2 separate regions of the Rattus norvegicus genome follow, and region 1 is linked to region 2. A link is a contact called in public Hi-C data. All regions are on one chromosome and are shown on one strand. Each heading gives the region's core, a stretch centred on a gene start, on an enhancer-like site or on the middle of the called end of the contact. The rest is flanking DNA. Distances are from core to core; before and after follow the strand shown.

Evidence for each region. A called contact is a pair of places that touch in the nucleus more often than the background predicts.
Region 1: a contact with region 2 is called in a Hi-C map of kidney, with 2.4 times the contacts expected there. The contact joins the promoter of Aqp2 here to the enhancer-like site in region 2.

The regions. Positions count from the first base shown.
Region 1 is chr7:132,588,192-132,593,032 of GRCr8, forward strand. Aqp2 (aquaporin 2) reads left to right here and starts at 2,095. Exons shown (of 4, transcript NM_012909.3): 1 at 2,095-2,538. The coding sequence starts at 2,179.
Region 2 is chr7:132,520,624-132,525,573 of GRCr8, forward strand. It overlaps Faim2 (Fas apoptotic inhibitory molecule 2), which reads right to left. Exons shown (of 12, transcript NM_144756.2): 6 at 4,746-4,796; 7 at 4,427-4,466; 8 at 3,869-3,906; 9 at 3,283-3,370; 10 at 2,970-3,065; 11 at 1,439-1,492. The region is part of intron 1 of LOC134479571 (a long non-coding RNA gene); the gene reads left to right. Among named protein-coding and RNA genes, the nearest start is that of Faim2, 15 kb to the right of the region's middle. Within about 2 kb of position 3,203, at least 22 of the 93 cell types and tissues checked have an H3K27ac peak or open chromatin away from gene starts, as enhancers often do. A contact at or near this core is called in kidney, where this site is marked.

The DNA.
Region 1 (4,841 bases), core at 845-3,344, 66 kb after region 2:
TGTGGATGTGTGGTTTCAGAGGCAGTGAACCCTGTTATGGGACCACCAGGACAACAGGTTGATTAGAAGCTGTGCTGTTTAGGGTCAGAACCAGTGAACGCTGTTCTCATGATCACACACAGTGTAGAGACCAGAAAGAGTGTGCGGCTCATCGGAGGTCACACTGGAACTCAATAGTCAAGTGGCTTTGGAACCACGGTCACAGTTCAGCTCAATACAGCCTGGGGGTTTTCCAGGCACCGCTGAGACAGGCAGGGAGAGGACAGGGAGAGGTGGTAGACACTACATACAAGATAGTATGTATCATGGAGGCACAGACATGATACAGTCCCTGGATAGGGTCCTTCACCCTTTTTGTGTGCCAAGTCTGGGTACCCTATGATTGAAGGAGAAAACAGAGTCACAAGTACCCTTCTCAAGACAAGGCTCTTCCACCTTCCCACTGAGTCTTTCTGGAGAGCCTGGATTGCAGGGGAGGACCCTGAGCAGGGAGCACTACCTGAGCCCAAGTCCTCAGACTCCTCTGAGGGCCTCTGTTGGTGTCGTGTATTCATTCTTTTTTTTTTTTTTCCGGAGCTGGGGACCGAACCCAGGGCCTTGCGCTTGCTAGGCAAGCGCTCTACCACTGAGCTAAATCCCCAACCCTCATGTATTCATTCTTATCTTGCCCCCTAACAGCAGGAGTTGCAAGTCATGTGTGGGAGGCAAGTGTGCATGTGCCCACGTTGTATACGTGGGTGTTTACTGTGCATCTTACTATGTTCTGAAAACTAAGGGGAGAAGCATCACTGTCTGGCCCTGTCTGGGCAAGGAGAGCAGGGCTCAGAGCAGACCTGGGCAGTGCAGGGTGTCAGGAAAGCACTCCTTGATGGGTTCTAGTCTGAGCTCAGCCACCAATCTTCTGGGGTACCCTGGGAAGAAATGGACCCTCCCTTAGCTTCAGTCACCCCTTAGTGTGTCTCCACCACATGCTCATCGGTTTCTCACACATTCCTGTCCCTTGGGCTATGGCTGGCCAGGGGGACTAGAAGCCTGTCATCTGGATGCACTGTAAGCACTCCTGCCTTTGGATCCCCAAAGAAGGAAGAGGCATCAGGTAGGTCAGTCTTCTGAGGCTCCACAGCCACAGGAGCTGTGAGGGCAGGTGACCTTGTAGAACACTGACCAAGCTGAGTGGTCCCGCCACCAGAAACATCTTCCTCCTCTGAGCTCAAAGATGGTACCTAGAGTCTGTTGTAGCCTCAGAGACTCTGAGTTTGGGGGACAGGACCTATTTACCTCAAAATGCAAATAGCACTGAGCAATGACTGACATAGTAACGCAGATCTCTATCCTACGAGATAGTTTTATTACCTCATCTATAGAGACAGAGCGGGGATGTCACATCTGGAGTGCGTGCTGCAGAACAGAAGCCCTTGTGTTTCTTGTTGGCTCTGGATGACTCTACCACACAGGGCTAGGGTCCCCGGGGGCCACTGAAGCCACCCTTGGCTCCGGGCAATGGGAGTTACTCTCTGGCTGGGGTTCCTGGGTGAAGGTGAAACATAATAACTTCTGGGTGATTAACTGCAAGAAAGCAAGCACAAGACCTTTGCCTTGGAAATCTGTCCCAGGCCAATCAGTTGTTTTCCATCCTCTTCCAGAAGAAAGACCGACCATCCAGTCAGCGGAAAGGTAGTTCCCACATTTTCTCACAGTTTGGGCTGAGGTGGTGCCCCTTCCTTGGCCAGCCTTTTAGTCGAAGAGAAGGTCACTGGACACGGTCTCCAATGCAGGAACTGGAACTGGTGGTCACTCTGGGGGCTGGGGAAGCCCTGGGGCAGCTCCCTGGAGTAACTGAGGAGAAAAAAAATGAGGAAAACAGAGGACGTCAATCCTTATCTGGAGTTCATTAACGAGGAGAACATTTAGTCAGCTGTGGAAGCTAAGATGGGACGATAGGGCCTTCAGGTGGGCAGGAGCATGGGTTGGGGCAAGGCCACCACGGGAGAGCATGGTGTGGGCAGGAACGCCTCCTCCATACCACGTGCCCAAGCCTACGATAGGAAGGTCCTATAAGTGCCCACGGTCTAGCCTCCCCAGAGGCCCAGAGGAAGAGAGAAGAGAAAGAGAGAGGGAGGGAGGAAGAGCCACCCCCGTGGCCCAGACCCCTGGCCAGCGCGCAGAAGTCGGAGCAGCATGTGGGAACTCAGATCCATAGCCTTCTCCCGAGCAGTGCTGGCTGAGTTCTTGGCCACGCTCCTTTTTGTCTTCTTTGGCCTTGGCTCAGCCCTCCAGTGGGCCAGCTCCCCACCCTCTGTGCTCCAGATCGCCGTGGCCTTTGGTCTGGGCATCGGCACCCTGGTTCAGGCTCTGGGCCATGTCAGCGGGGCACACATCAACCCCGCCGTGACTGTGGCATGCCTGGTGGGTTGCCATGTCTCCTTCCTTCGAGCTGCCTTCTATGTGGCTGCCCAGCTGCTGGGCGCCGTGGCTGGGGCTGCCATCCTCCATGAGATTACTCCAGTAGAAATCCGTGGGGACCTGGCTGTCAATGCTGTAAGTAGCCTGAGTTTTGTCTCCTCCAGGAGGGGCAGTCACTGAAAACCCTTGCGACGGGTAAGATGGGTGGGACAGGCTCTGGGTGAGGGAACGGAGAGCCGAAGGCCAGGAAGGCTAGGAACACAACTACCCAAGGAGAGCTGGAAGGAAAGCAACAGGGTCACCGGGAGCAGAATCCTGGTGGCCGCCTGTAGGGCCTTCCACCCAGCACCACCAAGGAACAGAAGTCTGGATTTCTATTAGACTCCATGGGAGGACTAGGCTAGACCCTAGCAGGACACAGCAGCCTAGCACAGACAGGCCTTGGGGGCCTTGGGGACTCCAGAGTGCAGTTACAGGGATCTAGAGAAGAAGATATCCCAGCAGCATTGAGCTTGTGAGGACTGGGCAGTGCCGCTCACAAGGCAACACTGACACTATGTAAGGTGGAGCAGGCTCCAGGCAGGAAGCACCCCCAAACCCTGATTCAACCCCAAAACCCATGATCTCTCCAGCAACCAACTATCCAAAGTGCCATCTGGGCTTTGTCTTCCAAACCAAGAAACAGACTTGGGAAGGGAGGCCAGAGATCAGATTTGTTAATACCAGAAGTACCAGAACCTGGCAGAAGCCTACAGGAAGAGACTCTTGGAGTCTGCCTTCATGCTATAATGGTGAAACAGCACCCAGGGCACTTTGAGAGTTGAAGGTGAAGCCATGGTCTGTCTGCTCTCCAATCTGCGCAGGCCTAGGAATGTGGGGACCCTGTCAGGATCCCAAACTAGGAAAGCAAGTGTCTCTCGGGGCTCCTCCCTTTTCATTTCTCTACTGAGTCAATCCCTTGGCCCTGCACACATACTCCTCTGCACATGGCTTTCCTCATGAGAGGGACAGAAGTCTCCCCATGAGGGACCACTCTTCAAAAACAGAAAAGGGGCAGGGGATCTAGAGCCACAAGGGGGCAAGGGGCAAGCTGAGGTGTGAAGGGTGTCTATACCTAGTAAAATGAGCTTGTTTTAAAACAGGGAGACATACAGCTAGTCAAAGAACCCCCTGAAAACATGCCATAGGCTTTCTCTAGCACCGAGGCCCTGGGAACACCAAAGCCCTGGGGAACAGCCATCCCTTATCCCCCATCCACCCACCACATATCCCAGCCTACCCACCCCTCAGCACCAAAGACTGTTTCTCTGCCTTGACCCACCTTAGGTGGTAGAGGGAGCCCTGTCTGTCTGGGATAGGGCATCGGAGGGCCCATTTGCCCTGAGGCTAGGGAGAGACCAGCAACCACTGAAGCAGTCAGTGTTCTCTGAGGATGCCACCAAGAGTCAGCTTGGACCCCAGGAAGCTGCCACTGATGGCGATCATCCCTGTGCCAGGTCACATACTATCTTGTCCTTGGTAGAGCACTGTAACTTCAGTTCTGAGCTCTCCCCCTCCCTATGGTTTAAATCCAGCATTCAGTGACCCAAATCGTGGAAGCAATAAACAGTACCATCCAAGGGACAGCCTGGGCTTGTGTGACACCAGACTCAAACCTACACCATCAGTCTCTGAACAGCATTGCCAGCAAGAGTGGGGCCAGAGGTTCGTCCTTGCCACCCTCAATCTTCTAGGGTTGGTTTTATCCTGCACATCTGTACAGAATGAGATACTGAGACTCAGATAGTCTCCCGTCGAGCTGGAGGAGGCCAAGGTGGGAGTCCCAAGTCCTTGTTCCTGTCTCTAAGGGGCTGTAGCACAGTAGAGGCTGAGGCTAGACCCCAGAAAGATCTTGAAGCATCAGGCTAGGAGCTCAGGACCTAAAGGAGTGTGGGAGTTGAAAGTTGTCACCAATCTACCCCATGCAGTGCTCAGCCCCAGAGGGCAGGGTGTGGGGTGCAGGATGACAAAACCCTGAAATGCATCGCTGGGTGTGGCCAGGTTATGAAATGGCCCCTGAGCTCAGCACCAAGTTCTCTTCTTTCCCGGGGTAGGGGCTGCAGGGACAGTGGGTACCCTATGTGGGTATGAAGGTCCGCCTTCAGCATCCTCAGACTCCACAGGATGTACAGGGAACAGCTATGGGGACAGAAGCAAGGCCTGAATGCAAGGGGTGGAGGGGAGGCAGAGAGAGGTGAGGGGAATTAGGCCATAAGTTCCTCCACCATAAGACCACAGAAAGACACTCTCACTCTCTCTCTCTCTCTCTCTCTCTCTCTCTCTCTCTCTCTCTCTCACACACACACACACACACACACACACACACACACACACACACACACCCTGTTGCATCAGTATGACCTAGAGCTCACACTAGCCTTTCTAGTACCAGGTCCAAA
Region 2 (4,950 bases), core at 1,953-4,452:
CATTGTGCTCCTCCTCTTGGGCAAGGCTTCTGGGCAGGTAGCACAGCACTTCACACACAGCACATGCTCAATAAAGATGCGGGACAGCATGAGCCCGTAAGCCCGGCAGAGCTCTGCCCTGCCTTGATTCTTGTCTGACCTCACCGTTCTGACCGTTCTGACCTGTCATGTTCCCCTCCATAGAAGACTGAGAGAGGGCTCTGTCCATCCTTTGCCCAAGTCCAGCCAGGAGAAGTTCCTCAGGGACTGGGAATGGCACAGAGTAGCCACAGTGCAAGGATTTGTGACAAACCTGGGGCTCTAGCCACTTAGGGTAACTGAGCAAACCAGAGAGAGAGAGAGAGAGAGAGAGAGAGAGAGAGAGAGAGAGAGAGAGAGAGAAGGTCCAGCCAGCCATTGATTCACCGTGAAGACATATCTCTTTGGATGGCTCCCCATGATGTCATGGGTACCTGCTTGACTCTTGGGTGATCCTGAGGCATGTATTGGGGTCCACCTGACTCGAGGATATGTTGGGCTGCCTTGGGTCCATCTTTGGCCATGTTGCCTGAGCATCTGCTTCTAGGCACTCCCCACCTGGCCTCTGGAATGAGAGATCCACATTCCCAGCTTGGTCCTACCATGTCCCAGGATGCCCGGGATGACTTCAGCATGCTATCTGACATCTCTGAACTTCCTCTTCACTGTAACCTGGGCAGAGATGGACCTATCTGCTAGGTGTGGTGTGAGAATTTGGAACGAGAGAGAGCCAGCGGCGGCGGAGGACGAATGAGTGCTGGATAAATATTAGCTGAGCCCCAGGTGTGGTGCGTGCCTATAATACCAGACCCTAGGATCTGAGGTGGGAGGATCGCAAGTTCAAGGCCAGTTCGTTTTTTCTTTTTTCTTTTTTCTTTTCTTTCTTTTTCTTTCTTTTTTTTTTCCGGAGCTGGGGACCGAACCCAGGGCCTTGTGCTTGCTAGGCAGCACTCTACCACTGAGCTAAATCCCCAACCTCCGCCAGTTCGTTTTTTAAAAGACAAATAAGTATTGTGCACATGTAAGGAAATGAGTTTGCTTTCACTGTTCACTGAATTTGGTGAGGATAGAGAAAAATGAGCCCCCTTTTGCCAGGCACGTGACTCTTCCCACACTGTTCTAGGACTGACTAATTTGGTCCACACTGCAGGATATCCCTGTGCTATGCCCAAAGTCCTGGTCACCAAGTCCCCTCTGGCCACCAGCTTCTACCCTGACACTCTAACATTCCTGTACCGTGCTCAGAGAGTGTGCCTTGGACACGAGACAGAATTCCCGGAATGTAAAGTCACACCAGCCCTACCCTCAGATGCTGTAGAAAGGTTCCACACAGACTGTAAGGAAGACACACAGGGTGGAAGGGCTTGAAGAAAGAGTCACAAAGCTGAGAAGGTGGCCCCAGGAGCCCAGCCAGACTCACCAACGTGAACACACCCGCTCCTAGCACAGCATAGACGGCGTGGAGCCAGGGGACCTGTGGAGAGGAAAGACAGGCTTAGCATCTAAAGAGGGGGCTGGCAGAGGTGCCAGAAGTTGGGGGTAAGGCTCAGTCTGGAGGATGGAGGAATTGGGGTTACTCCTTTCTAAGAAGCCCCAGTCTGAGGGAAGCTTGTGATTCTTGGGGTGCTCACTGTGGATGGATGGAGAGACAGACTTGGCATGCCTTCCCTCAAAGCACAGCCAAGGCTCAGGCTGGCTCAGGGCGACTCCTCCTGTTTGCCAGTCTGGCTCTAGGCCCCTCCTGCTGTCCCTGCTCATCCCTGTTCTATCTGGGGTCTGCCTGTTCCTCCACAGAGCTATCTGTCTGTGCCTTGGAAACCGGGGCTCAGGGGGAAAAAGTCAGTCAGGGTGGGTATGGATGTGGAGACATCTGGGGTCTCTACCAGAGGGGCATGATGGTCCTGCCTTTGGAGGCCAGAGCAGTACTCTTTCCAGCCTGTGCTTACCCCGACTATGAACGCTAACGTCTCAACTGTAAGGTGCCATATTAGCACTACCCCTTGCGTATCCCTTCCAGAAAACTTTCTAGAAGGTTCCTGGAAGCAAAGGCATCCCCTCAGCTTAACATGGGTCAATAAAGGGTTCTTTGAAGTTCTGGGGCTCCTTCCTGTAGCCCTCTCCCCATCCTAGATACATAGAGGCCCCCAGGCCAGCTCCAGCCCTTCCCTTTGTCAACAGGATCCTGGGAAGAGCCAAGAAAATGCCAAAATCAATCTTGACAGCCTAGACTGGGTGCCAGCTGCCTGGAGGCGGGGACTGGACAGTATGGAAGTGTGTTAGAGGGGATAAGGAATGCCATCCCAGCCTGGCAGATAAGAGGCCATGGGAGAACAGGTACCGGATGTGGCCAGAGAGAACGTTGTTGATTCCCTAATAGATCCAGCACGTTCCTTCCTGTGTTCTTAGGATTTAAATCACCTGCCATTGTCTCCAATCTGTTCCCCAGCATTGGTTGCAACACAGTAGGCATTCTTTCAGGCAGGCAGGATGCCAATCGGAGTCCCCGGGAAGAGCCCTCTGGTGGGTGGGCATTTGCAAGATGGGGTTGGGAATCTACTAATTCCCCTCCTGCCTGGCTAGCCAGAGTCTGCCTCTTTGAACTTAGCTGGTTTCTCAGAAGGGCCCTTGAACCCGCTGGGCCCTGGAGCCCCATTGTATCTTTCTCAGCTACAGTCCTTCTCCCCCTGCCCCTTCCTCCACCTGCAGGAGAGGACCGTGAAAGTGAAGCCGGATGCGGCTCAGAGAGCTGGGCAGGTGCCCAGGCCTGCCAAGAAAAGCCTCCTTGTTTGCTTGCGTATGCTGCCAACATACCTGGGGGCAGGTGCCAGGAGGGTTGGACGGGGTGGCAGGCTGTGAGGCTTTGGCCCTGGGTTGCCCTGCAGGGGTAGGGGAGCGTGCACCCTGAGCATCGGGCCTTCTCCCCCCCCCCCCACTGGTCGGCTGAGACTCACATATTGGAAGGGCAGGAGGATGGCGAGGAGGAGTCCACTGAAGAAGAGAGTCATGAGCAGTACAAATAGCACACCGTGACAGGAGGTGAAGTCAAACTGCAGGACACAGGGAGGCCGTCAGCACCCGGCCTCGGCAGTGTGGCCTCGGCAGTGTGCGGGCCAGAGGCTGAGACCTGAAAATTCTGCACTCGCGCCCATAACCCGGTGCATCCCTCTTCCCAGCAGTATCCCCACACCCGACTCTGCCTCTCCTCAGCTCCACACAGACCCCTGGCCCACGTGCCCTCCCATGCCCACCAGCTCCAGGGCTGACCTTGGTCTGGAAACTGAAGATGGTGACTGAGAGGCAGACAAGAGCTGTGATGCCCAGGCACAGCAGGACAGACGTGGTGTTGTAGTAACTGAGGATGGGCAGGTGGGCGATCGGTCAGTAGGATCCCCATCCCCATCCCTCCTCTCCTAGGACCGACCTGTCCCACCAGAAGCTGACCTTATGACCTATGCTCCCAACCCATCCCGTTCCCAGGACTCACAGCTTTCTCAGGTTTCTCTGCCACTCACTATTAGGGAGAAGCTCTCGAATAGGCAGAGAGTGAGGCAAGTTTATGTTGGTGTCTGAGGGCAGTTTACGTCACCAGGAACGTGGGGCTTTAAAACCCCGTGGATGATATCATCTTCCTTGCCACCATCCCTAATCCCAACCCCACCAGCCTACTTGGGTCTTGGAGCCCCTGGCCCTGTAGTGCCTAAGGAGAAGTCATCTAAGCCAAGGCAGCCCATCTGCTTGGGTCCCTCCCCATCTAAGAGCTCCCTGGAAAGATGGGGTTTGTGAAGAGCTTCCCTCAGATGTGGCCAGACCCTGGCTGCATGACTACCTAGGCTGCTCCTGTCCTTTTTACCTGGACAGCATCCCAGTGAGGTAGGCCATGGACAGGGTCTGCAAGAAGAGCAGGGCAAAGGGATGTTACCCGGGGCCCCAGGCACCCTCAAGTTCTAGCCCAGGCTTCCACCCTATGCATAGAATCCTTGTGCTGAGCCTGCCTTGCTACATTTGGTTTTCTTGCACCATACGGGTTTCCGTTCAGGACGGAGGCCCAGTTAAACAGTGTTTCCCTGGCTAGCCTGCAGGCTTCTCGGCTAGCTGTCCCTTTATCTCCTAGGCAGCCTTGTTCTCCCAGGGAGCACCTTCATTCTTCATTATCCTGCTTTTGGCTGGAACTCCCACACAATCTCCCAAGGACAGGAGACTGGGAACACAGGGTGGCAAGGGAGAGGGAGGGGGATGTTCATCCCACTGAGAGGTACCAACGGGATGCTCTGGTAGTTGAAGGGTTCAACACCTGTTCCACAGGGGCCCTCACATCGGATGTCCCCTGTTCAGACTCTGGCCTTCGAAACCCGTGCTGCCTCTGTCCTGCCTCCTCTCCCACTCAGCATCTGTCATCCCGGTCACTTACAAAGATGGTCAGCAGAATCAGGTTCCAAGGGAAGTGTCTCCTGAAAGGCAAGCCATGGGCTTCAGAGGATACACACTCTGCACTCCGCAGAGCCTCTTCTGCCCTTGGAAACCGTCTCATGTTCCCATTGGCCCCATCTGCCTCAGAGGCGCAAAGTGAAGGGCAGAAGGGCTGGCCAGTTTGACTCCAGTTCAGAGAGGTATGAGGCCCTCTCAGGGCTGCACAGCACCCTGGTGGAGGGCAGTGCTCAGAGCAGATTTTCAAGATCCTACTAATAGTCCCACAGGCAGCCCCCTCCCTCACCGAGTCACGATCTTACCTGGGCCCAGAACAGCAAGCCAGAGTCAGGTATGTTGCAAAGAATACGGCACTGTGAGAGAGACAGGTGGGCAATCAGAGGGTCTCTCCTGAGGCCGTCCACCTAGCAGTTGATTCCATGCTGCCACCTCTACCCAAACTGCACCAGGCAGGATGGCAAGAGCAGAAGGAAGGGGATGGTCATCCTAGGACTCGGCAATGGGCAG